Regions from separate parts of the Mus musculus genome. Here region 2 is linked to region 1. A link is a contact called in public Hi-C data. All regions are on one chromosome and are shown on one strand. Each heading gives the region's core, a stretch centred on a gene start, on an enhancer-like site or on the middle of the called end of the contact. The rest is flanking DNA. Distances are from core to core; before and after follow the strand shown.

Evidence for each region. A called contact is a pair of places that touch in the nucleus more often than the background predicts.
Region 2: a contact with region 1 is called in a Hi-C map of uterus, with 5 times the contacts expected there. The contact joins the enhancer-like site here to the promoter of 4930407I02Rik in region 1. A contact is called at or near these places in 1 of 15 datasets of contacts at CTCF or cohesin (the NIH/3T3 cell line), 2 of 484 Hi-C or Micro-C datasets (embryonic stem cells and uterus) and 2 of 115 datasets of contacts at active chromatin or transcription factors (double positive thymocytes and embryonic stem cells).

Annotation. Positions count from the first base shown.
Region 1 is chr6:143,258,270-143,263,369 of GRCm38.p6, forward strand. 4930407I02Rik (a long non-coding RNA gene) reads right to left here and starts at 2,358. Exons shown (of 3, transcript XR_869574.1): 1 at 2,063-2,358. All of the region lies in intron 3 of D6Ertd474e (DNA segment, Chr 6, ERATO Doi 474, expressed), which reads left to right.
Region 2 is chr6:143,313,644-143,318,743 of GRCm38.p6, forward strand. No RefSeq gene overlaps it. Among named protein-coding and RNA genes, the nearest start is that of 4930407I02Rik, 56 kb to the left of the region's middle. Within about 2 kb of position 2,373, at least 6 of the 459 cell types and tissues checked have an H3K27ac peak or open chromatin away from gene starts, as enhancers often do. A contact at or near this core is called in uterus, where this site is marked.

The DNA.
Region 1 (5,100 bases), core at 1,108-3,607:
GGTTATTATTTTACCATCTCACAACTGTAAGCTTGTATATATTATTATTCATGTGATTCCTTTTTGTTGTTTCTTGGAACAAGGTCTCACATAGCCCAGGCTAGACTGGAACTTACTGTATTTTCAACTGTTTTACCCCCACTTCCCAGGTGTTATAATTACGGGTTTTTACCACCATGCCCAGCAAAAGTGATTTTTTTTTAAAAACCATCTCTTAAAAAATGTTGAATAGAATAAGAAAGATATAGTTCTGGGTAAGGAACCCTAAGGTGGAAAAGAACAAATAAGCAAGGGGCTGAGAAGCAGACAGCTGGGCGAAGCTGGAGTAACGATGTTTTAGTTTGCATTATCTCTAGTGTGAACTGTGTGAGGTAGGGCATTAGGAAGAAGTCAGAATAACTCAACTCAACATGATATTGACTAAAACAGGTAGAAGAAGAAACAGCGAATTCCTTTATTGATAACATTTTTGCTAATTATTTAAGATGTAGCTACAACTGTTCTGTGGAAACCTAACTATTAGACTAGGCAGGGTGGGGGGCACTGAAAGAGATTTTCTTCATTACTTGCCAAAGAAAATTTCATCTAAGATTTTTTTTTTTATGGAAGCATAATCCAGTCTCATATGAATGAAGTCTTAGGACTAGATATTCCATGTCTGTGGCATTGTGTCTCAGCTCTGAGATCCTCGGCTTAGCTCTCAGGGGGCTGATGTTGCGTGATAAAAGTCAAGGATCTGTATAACACTAAAAGGCTAGACTAAGGTCAGGAGCCTCCTATGAAGTCCTGCACTGCCCAGCCTTAGCAGCTCTTATGGTGCCAGAAGTATTCAGAAGACCAAGAAAGAACTACATGTTTTAATTAAGTAACACATGGCAGAAAGCACAAGATACCAGCTTGGGTTTATCAGGCAGAACAGGAGCGCTCCTTGTGCTAAACAGACAGGCACCAAGGAAAAGAGAGAACCCGAGAGACGAGGCTAAAAAAGCTTGGGAGCTATTTAATTCATCCTAGGACAAAAATCTAACGCTCCCCAGCGACGCGAGTGGAGCCGCATTTAAGAAAGGCAGCCTGGTGTAGAATAATGATGGAGTAAGTAAATGACATGGAACTATGACGGATTCTAAACCCAACTGGAAAATCGAGAAAGAGAACCAAGTGCCGTGCAGAATGACAACTTGACAATACCCCGGAGCAGCAGGCCACATCCTGACACAGTTACCCGTCCCTGTCCCTGTGCCGGGGGCGGGCATTGGTGTCTGGGCTCTCTGTTGGAACAGTGTGGCTTTGTGGCCCATTTTCCCACCCCTTTGTCCCTTACTTAGACTGGCTGGCTTTTGCGGCTCTTCGGCAGGATCCTAGCAGCCCCATACGGGGTAGACAGAACCTGGAGGTCGGCTGTGTTAATATGTCTTTCTAATTGAAGACGAGATTAAAAAAAAAAAAAGGAATTACTAATGCCAAAGCCATTTATGAAATTCTACAACAGGGAAAAGCCCCCGAAAAAGAAACAGATTCCTAAACCTAGGCGAGGTGTCAAAATTTAAGATTATTTTATCCTCCTGTATGCAGAGTCGCAGGAAAAAAAAAAACAACAAAAAAACAAAACAGCGGGCGGTCCAAGTACATCAATCAGAGGAGACAGCACATTCTAGACTGGGAATATAATTAAGTAGAAGATATAAAAATAGGATTTCCCAACCTGGCAAGTGGAAACATAAACCAACTGGCAGAGGAAGGGCGAGAGGAGGGTCCCACTCCCATGGAGTAACTATGGAGAAGGGAGAGCAAACAGGAAATAGACAGCAACCGGTGAAGGGGGAGAGGGCGGGAGGGAGCCGGGAAGCTATTAAGTGTGAGGGAGGGTGAATGTGCCAAGACCTGATTTTAGCCTCCAGTTAGCGAATTCGGGGGTGAAGATACTGTCACATTTTGTGAAATACTGATACACCATCCTGTGGAGAACTGATTTGATACATTTAGCCGCAAACTGAGTTAGTCTCTTTGCTCAACAGAAAACAAAGCGCAATTACATCTTGAAAACAAACATTTTTTACTTTACCGGCACCGTGGGTCAGGAATGGGAATAAGTCGCTTTCCAGTCAGAGGCAGGAGACCGCAATACAGGGCCTGCTTCTAAAGGCACCTGTGGTCCACACTGAGGAGCGCTTTACTGATGGGACTAATTGGATCGTGTTTCCTCCCTCCCTTACTCAAAACTCATTAGACAAAAGAATAAAGCTAGACACATGCCCTACCTTCCTTAAGAGGGGCCGCGAGAAAGTGAAAAAAAAAAAGCTGCTTAATAAAATATAACAAAATTGTTTCCCTTTTATTTCTCCACCATAACAAGTGCAGTTCTGGGAGGAGGGTGGGGGAAGACTTCTCTCAGCTGGGCTAGCGCTAAAGCGCCTTTTCTTATTCCTTACGCTCTACTTAAAAGCTATCAATTTAGACCTGTCCTATGTATTGCCCCGTGAATGGAACAAGGCTTTGCGGTCTTTAATTAAGGGTGAAAAACTCTTTGAACATCTCCGCGTTCCTGTGTTCATGTGTGGAAGGCCTGGTGTAACAAAAGAATTTAATCAAACTACAAGCCTAATAAAGACTACATTGCCTGAACTAAATGCTGAGATTGTGGTCGGAACTCTGAGTTTTACATTTAAAAAAGCGGGTCAGAGCGTTCATTCATCTTGATTAGCGATGCCAACCTAATTACTTCTGGAGGAAACAGTAATTAGCTGGAGTCTCACCTCATTAATCATGACATTCTTGTAGAAGACTATTTTTATCTGATAAATGCCTGGGATTGGAACAAGGTGTATATTTGAATTCTGGTTAATTGTACACAGCTTGCTGCATTGCATTTTGCGTTTTTAATCGTTTAACCACTTCCTTGCTGCGGGCCTCTGGAGGACCATGAGCTGCTGACTTCCATCCTTGTGGTGAATTTTTTTTTTTTTTTAAATCTGACTTAATGAGAGAGTTGGTTCTTGTTAGCAAACAGATCACAGGTTGTGTCCCAGGGACTTGGAGGACAGGATGAAAACAAAGCTAGGATGTGTAGATGAAGTCGCTCAGACTTGGTGGGACAGACACAGGGTTTCTGTGGATTGGATATGTAGATGAAGTCGTTCAGACTCGGTGGGACAGACACAGGGTTTCTGTGAAGGATTCAAGATGAATGAGGCCATTGTGTAACCCACGAAGCGGCTTGCATATGACCAGTTCTGACTACAGACTTGCAGCACACAGCAGGGAATCTTAATATGTTGAGTCGGCTCCTTTGAGCCTCTTACCTGGAGCTGACCCTAACACAGGGGTCATAGTTGGAAGGCAGCCTTGACTCAGTTGTATCTAGAGTCACTTTGCCTGCGGCCCCGTGGGTTCTAACTGCTTTACCCTGTACCAGAGTTTCTAGGACTAAGTAGTCACTCAGGTTAATAAATTGGTTGTTTCCTTCTGGCTCCTTTCTGGTTCACAACTCCTTCAGTAACTCTCTAAAGGAGCGCCAGTGAATACAGACAGAGCCCTCAAATCACGGCTTACAACCATGTAAGAGGTTTGCCTACAGCACATCCTGATGTCAGAGTGGGGGCTGCATGAGTCGCTCCTGCCCGGTGTCAGTCAGTTCCCTGAGCTTACATGGCTGGTACGGAAACAGACATCTAGAGTCTTCAGGGATGACTATCAGGCTCAAGAGACTGATGTATGATATAATGTTAATTGGACCCGGTGAGATGGCTTCGTGGATAAAGTCAGGCTTGATGACAGGACTTTAGTCGCTGGAACCGACTTAAAAGTGGGAGGGGAGAACTGACCCCGAGAAGTTCCCTTCTGAGGGTGTGGCAGAGAGACCTGCACAGAGCACGTGTACACATACCTCACACACGGTAATAGTGAATAGAGTGAAGTAATGCTAGTTAAAAGTGCAATGAAAATGGCTTTCTGTGTATGCAAAGACTGCTCACAAGGATTTTTCTGTGTTGTAAAGATGGTAGAAAGCCGGGCAGTGGTGGCAAACACCCTTAACCCCAACACTTGGAAGGCAGAAGCAGATGGATTTCTGAGTTCAAGGCCAGCCTGGTCTACAGAGTGAGTTCCAGGACAGCCAGAGCTATACAGAGAAACCCTGTCTTGAGAAACCACAGGAAAAAAAAAAGTCTACAGAACAGCAATATGCTAAGTGAAACAAACTACTCATTAAAAGGAAAAAAAAAGATGGTAGAAAGCAAAATAGTCATCCGAGTCACCCGCCAACTTAATTATGTATGATGTGAAATTATGCCCACAGGGACCAGGATGACTACAGTGGGTTTCATCTTGTCTCCTTGAAGGAGATTGATAGCTCACACAGAGTCACCAGAAAGGGAAGAGTCAGGTGGGTGGCACCTATCTGTTGGTTGGCTTTTGAAGACAGTCTCATTTAGGCCCTGGGCTGACCTGGAATTCCCTATGTAGTAAAAGATGGTTTTGAACTCTTTTTTTTTTTTTTTTTTTTTTTTTTTTTACATTTTTTATTAGGTATTTTCCTCATGGTTTTGAACTCTTGATCTTCCCATGTTTACCTCTTAAGTTCTGGGATGCCTGGGTTCCATGCTTAATGAGTTTGGCCCAAGACAGTACAATGTATCCTTATCTGTTGTCCTTGTCTGTGGATAAAAAAGCTGGACTCTTTTGGTCTCATCCCTTTTCTCAGTGTGAGGCTAGACCCTGCCATCCTTTGCCTCAGTAACTTTGTGCCTAGGCTTCTGTTGGATAGACTCACCCTTTTGTGACATTTCACCTTTGTATTGATTTGTTAAGACAGTTAGTACATCGACACTTGCGGCTTGTGTCCTAGGAACCATTCTCTCCCTCTGTGTAACCGTGTGTGTCTGTGCCTTGTGCGGTCCTCAGTGTTTTACGTCTGCTTTGTCAACACTTTCTGGGCAGCTCACCGAGGTGTGGAAGTTCATCTTACACCAAGTCATTCCTACGCCCAGGGACACAGCAGTGTGATACTACTCCACACATGAGAAATGGAACAGACTTTAAAATTAAATTTATTTAAAAGTATTAAATTATTTTATGCATAGGCATATGTATTTTGCCTGTATA
Region 2 (5,100 bases), core at 1,123-3,622, 55 kb after region 1:
GTGACCTTTAATACATATTTCTACCAAGTTTTGTGGTAACACTCACGGTCATGAACCCAGAGACTCAATATTTTTATCTTCAAAATTTAAAAACAAATACAAAAATTTTGTTTGTATATACTCCCTGGTCCCAGTCTTTCTAAAGGCTTCCAGAAACAGAACAGAACTTATCTGTCACCTGCCTCTGTGACTATAAAATGTACAATTGTTCTTTTGTGTCCCACAAGAGACTTTTTTTCAAGTAGGACCTAATATGCCTTTCCAAATTTCTATAGATAGTATTTCCCTTATGGTTTGTGTTCTAGTTAATAATTGATGTGTTTCCTAGAATGGATTACCCACTTATACAATATAACTTTTTTAGGATTTTTTATTTTTATTTATTTGCATGTGTGTGTCACTGTTTGTATGAACACATGTGTCACTGGAGCTAGTAGAGTCAAATCGCTGAATCTGGAGTTACAGGCACTGTGAGCTGCTTGATTCAGGTCTCAGAACAAAGCCATGGACCTGGTCCTCTGCAAGAACAGCAGGCTCTCTTACCTGCTGAGCCCCATCTTAGCCCCCACGTGCTGCTGAGCCCTGTCTTAGTCCCCACATGCTGATATTGTTCACTTTCTCTAAAGTAGTTTCTCTCTCTACTTGTTAATACAATAATGCTTGGTGTGTTACACATGAATGTCTGTTCATCCCAGATAGCTTCTCATGATAGACCAAAGTATGATTTCATCTAAGTCTAATGTGGTGGGCTTTTTGAGAGACTGAGGCTGGTTGAGGGGTTACATGCAGGAGCACAGATAACTCCCAAACTACAGCATCTTCATCAAAATGTCCCACTCAAACATGTATGGTGTCCTGTGGGTGTTGCTTCATGGAGTCACACTTTCAATTAATCTCCCACTTCTTATATACTCAGGTATCTCCTAAGGTCACTCCAGCTGGAGGAAGGAGATCTCAGGTAAAGGTCTTTTGTCCCTGCCTTTCCCCATGGTCTAGAAGTGTCAATAGCCCTATTACCACCATCATACACCTACCTGGCCCTGCATTGGTCTGCTTTAGTTGCCATGGCTACAAAGTCTCAGTCCCAGATGGAATCTTGTTAAGACTGGAGGAAAAGTACCGTAGAACAACATCCCCTGCTCTTCTTAATCATCAGTGATTCATCAAATCTCAGGAAATGTAGTTGGTCTGTGTAGCTATCAGTGGGATACATTATTACTATTATTGAGCATATGACATAGTCTTAGACTAATTGGCTTTTGTTGGGGGTGTCTGTTTTCAATCAGGGAATGAATATCTTGAGTGGTACTATCAACTCCTAACAATTGAAGGTGAAATTTTAAGCTCATATAAGTAAGATTTAAAGAGATATAAAGAGAAATTTAAGTATCACGTATTAAATTTTGGAAACTGGTGGTTTCCAAAAATGTATGCAAATGCAAAGTTTATAAAATAAGTTACACGTTTCATATCTAGAGCCTCGCCTTTAAGATGAGGAATGTTTTTGAAAAGCTCTGGTCTGGGCATACGGATGCTGGTGTTGGTATATTTACCTATATGCTGTGGGTTGAGAAGACGGTAGACCCCTGGGCATTATGGGTCTATAGAAGCGCTCTGAAGGAATAGATTGGTCCTCTGGGATGCACTGTGTTTAGAATAGCTGCTTCCTTCACCTGTGGCCCTGGAAGCTCACTTTGGGAAAAACTAGTAGAGAGGCAAACAGAAGGAAACAGGGTTGCAATAGGATTCTTGGCTTGGCACAGCACACCATGAGCAGGCCTGGGTCTTGAGTCCCCAGACCTCTCAGATATTTTCCTTTACTTCATAGTTTGTGTGCATATGACTGTCACTCCTGCTCTGGTGAGCCCCTGGGAAAGGCTCAACAAATTGTCCAAGGGACAGGTCTTTGCTACAGGGTTCTTAGAAACTCTCTCAGTTGGCTTTGTAGTTACTTAGAATTTTTAAAAGTTAAGAAAAATTTTTAAAATGTTTTATGCATTTATATATTCTACACTGAACTTGTTTCTCCTTATTAAGTCCCTCTCCCATGGGTGATCTTAAGGTGACCAAAGGGTTGAGAATAAGAACAAGACTTCAGAGAAATTTTCATTATTCTTACCATTCTCTGATACACTGATCCTTGGGAAAAATACAGATCATTCTGAAGGAACTCCATCTTCACAACATTTATCATAACATAATAAACAGAATTTGAGACAGGGATGGGGGCTTGGAAGGTTTCCACCAAGGCCATTGCGTACGGAACCTCTTGTTCTGGTCTAAGTGTCTTGATTTCCTCTTCCTATCTCTTTCCCTCCTTGGAGGTATTCCAGTGGATTGCACAAGCCATCTTTTACAAGCCAGGAGGATCTTAAACTGGACCACGTGAGGAACAAGGCACAAAGCAAGTCTCCCGTCTCACCAGAGGAAGGAAGACATAAACAGAGTCCAGCATTTGTTTGTATGCTGGCCGGCCGCTCACTTCCCGCCTCTGTGATGTTCTTGTGAGCATCCTGGAGGTCTTTCCATTGTTGATGTTTGGTCGTTTCATCAGCTATGGTCCTCCGTGTCTGTGCCTGAGACTATCTCAAAGCATCAACATGCAGTTCCTGTGTAGCTATTAAAACCCGGCTGATAAAATATCAAAAGAATTACCCAGAGCGTTTGATTGGCTCCCTGCTCCTGACTGTTTCCCAAGTAATAGTTTATGATTTTTATTCTGAAATTCAAAGATAAAAGTCTTGGTGACAGATTGGAGGAGGAACTGAAGAGCCTGAAGTACAAATCATTGATTAATCACGTTCATTTATAAGCCTCCAGGCTTCTTTTGGCCTGCTAAAAACTTATTAACTTAAAATTATTTAGTATAAAAATTCCTACAAGATGTGATTTTATGTTTTTCTGACCGAAACTAAACTCAGCAAGAATTTTACTTAACACACAGTGAGAAGACAGCACCTGATGTGATCAAGTAAAAATCCTTTATTTTTAGATTTAAAATTGTCAGTCAGAAGACAGATTCCTTTGAGCTTGCCACGTGTTTTTCTCCCTAGTCCTTGGAGGACACAGAATACCCCGTGTCAACGAAAACCCAAGTCTTTATGTAGTAGATACGTACTATGACTATTTAGCAAGTGTTTATGTTTGTTATCAGAAAATGTGGATTTGTCCAGGAAACACTTAAAATGCACTGATGGTCGAGGGGACGTGGGTGAGCTAAGAGGATGACATTAAAGATTTTATGTATGTGCCTGAGTTCGTGTCACCCAGTGTGTGTAGTGCCTACGGAAGCCAGAAGAGGGTGTCAGGTTTTTCTTTGTGTGTGTGTGTGTGCATGTTTGTGTGTGCACAGTGGTGTATATGCTTGGAGCTGGGGTTAGAGCATTGTGAGCCACCTTATGTGGGTGCTGGGAACTCGGGTCCTCTGCAAGAGCAGTATGAGCTCTTAAATACTTAGTATACTTTGCTTCTCTCTCTCTCCTCCACTGCCCGCCCCAATCCCCATCCCCTTACTGGTCCCTTTCCTCCCTCCAAGCGGTGTCCTTTCTGCTCTCATCTCACAGGTATTACACTCTCTAATTCCCTTTTCCCCTTCATACTCTCTTACTTTCATATTCTAAATGTATGTGCACACACACTCATGCACACTCACATGCATACACATATATACACATTCATGTGTACACTGTGGACACAAACATGTACACACATGTACACACATGTACACACACACACACCACACAACATTGACTCTAGATTCTGGATTTGAGAGGATGCATGGGACACGTGGTTTTTTGCTTTTTGTTTTTTGTTTTTTTTGTCTGTCTAGATCTCCAGATCCTCCCTCTGCCTCTCCCCTGTCCTTTTTTTTTTTTTTTGGCACTGACTCCTTATCATGGTTTTCTGTTTACTTTCTGGGTTATGGGATGAAACTCCAGTCTTTAATTCTGGGGTGTCCTTACATTTGTCTGTTTCTCTCATTAGGTAGTCACAATTTTGTCTGATTACTTACTCTAGGAGGCACCTGCCCTATCTCCATGGCTACAGTCTCGTCTTTTTTCATAGCTGTACCCATCCTTCTGGGCCTGAAGGCGTCCTGGATGTGATGGCTTCCTGTGGTTTCAACCCTGATGACCTCTTGTCCCTCTGTAGAATCACATCCCACATCTCTGACCTCTGACGTTATCACTGTCATATCTGAAGAGCTGATGATCTTTGAGGTACTGTCTAAATGTCATGTGCCACAATTATATTTGCATCCTAAAATAGTAGGCGAGAGAGGGCTTTGGTCCACTGTTGTAACTAGAACCAGACCCTGTATTAAGCAGGAAGATGCTGCCACCGTAGTTCTCTTGATTGCACAGACTGTGATAGGACTAGGATTTGGCTTCCTACTTAGATGATGCTTTCATTCCAGACATGTAGGTCTCTTTGGCTTGTTTTCCTTTCGACACCTCCTTTCCTTTCCTTTCCTTTCCTTTCCTTTCCTTTCCTTTCCTTTCCTTTCCTTTCCTTTCCTTTCCTTTCCTTTCCTTTCCTTTCCTTTCCTCCCTCCTCCGCTCCCTCCCCCTCCCCCCTCCCTCCCTCCCTCCCTCCCTCCCTCCCTCCCTCCCTCCCTTCCTTCCTTCCTTCCTTCCTTCCTCCCTCCCTTCCTTCCTCCTTCCTTCTTTTCTTCCTTCCTTCTGAATTTGTCTGAATGACAGCTAAAGTCCTGTTCTACTCAGTCCTTGGCTGCTTGATCCAGCTCTCTTCATGGTATCCAGGATGAACGGTGGCAGGTGTGTCCAGTGTATATGGAATTCTTCACCAATGGGAATCTTTGAGATGTTCAGGTAGTTTGTATAAGCCAATGTGTTAGGCAAGAACTTAAAAATGTTTAAAAAAAATAAGGGAATGCTAAGGATAAATATGAATGTGGTAGCAATGTTTTACATTTAATTTTTCTGTGTTTTTGTGTGTGTATGAGTGAATGCCACATGTATGTATGACTTCACGGAGGCCAGAACAGGGTGTCATATTTCACTTGCTGCTCTTCCATTTGAACTGGAATTTGGGCGGGGATCTTGGGGAAAACACTAAGTACAGTTGAACCATCTCTCC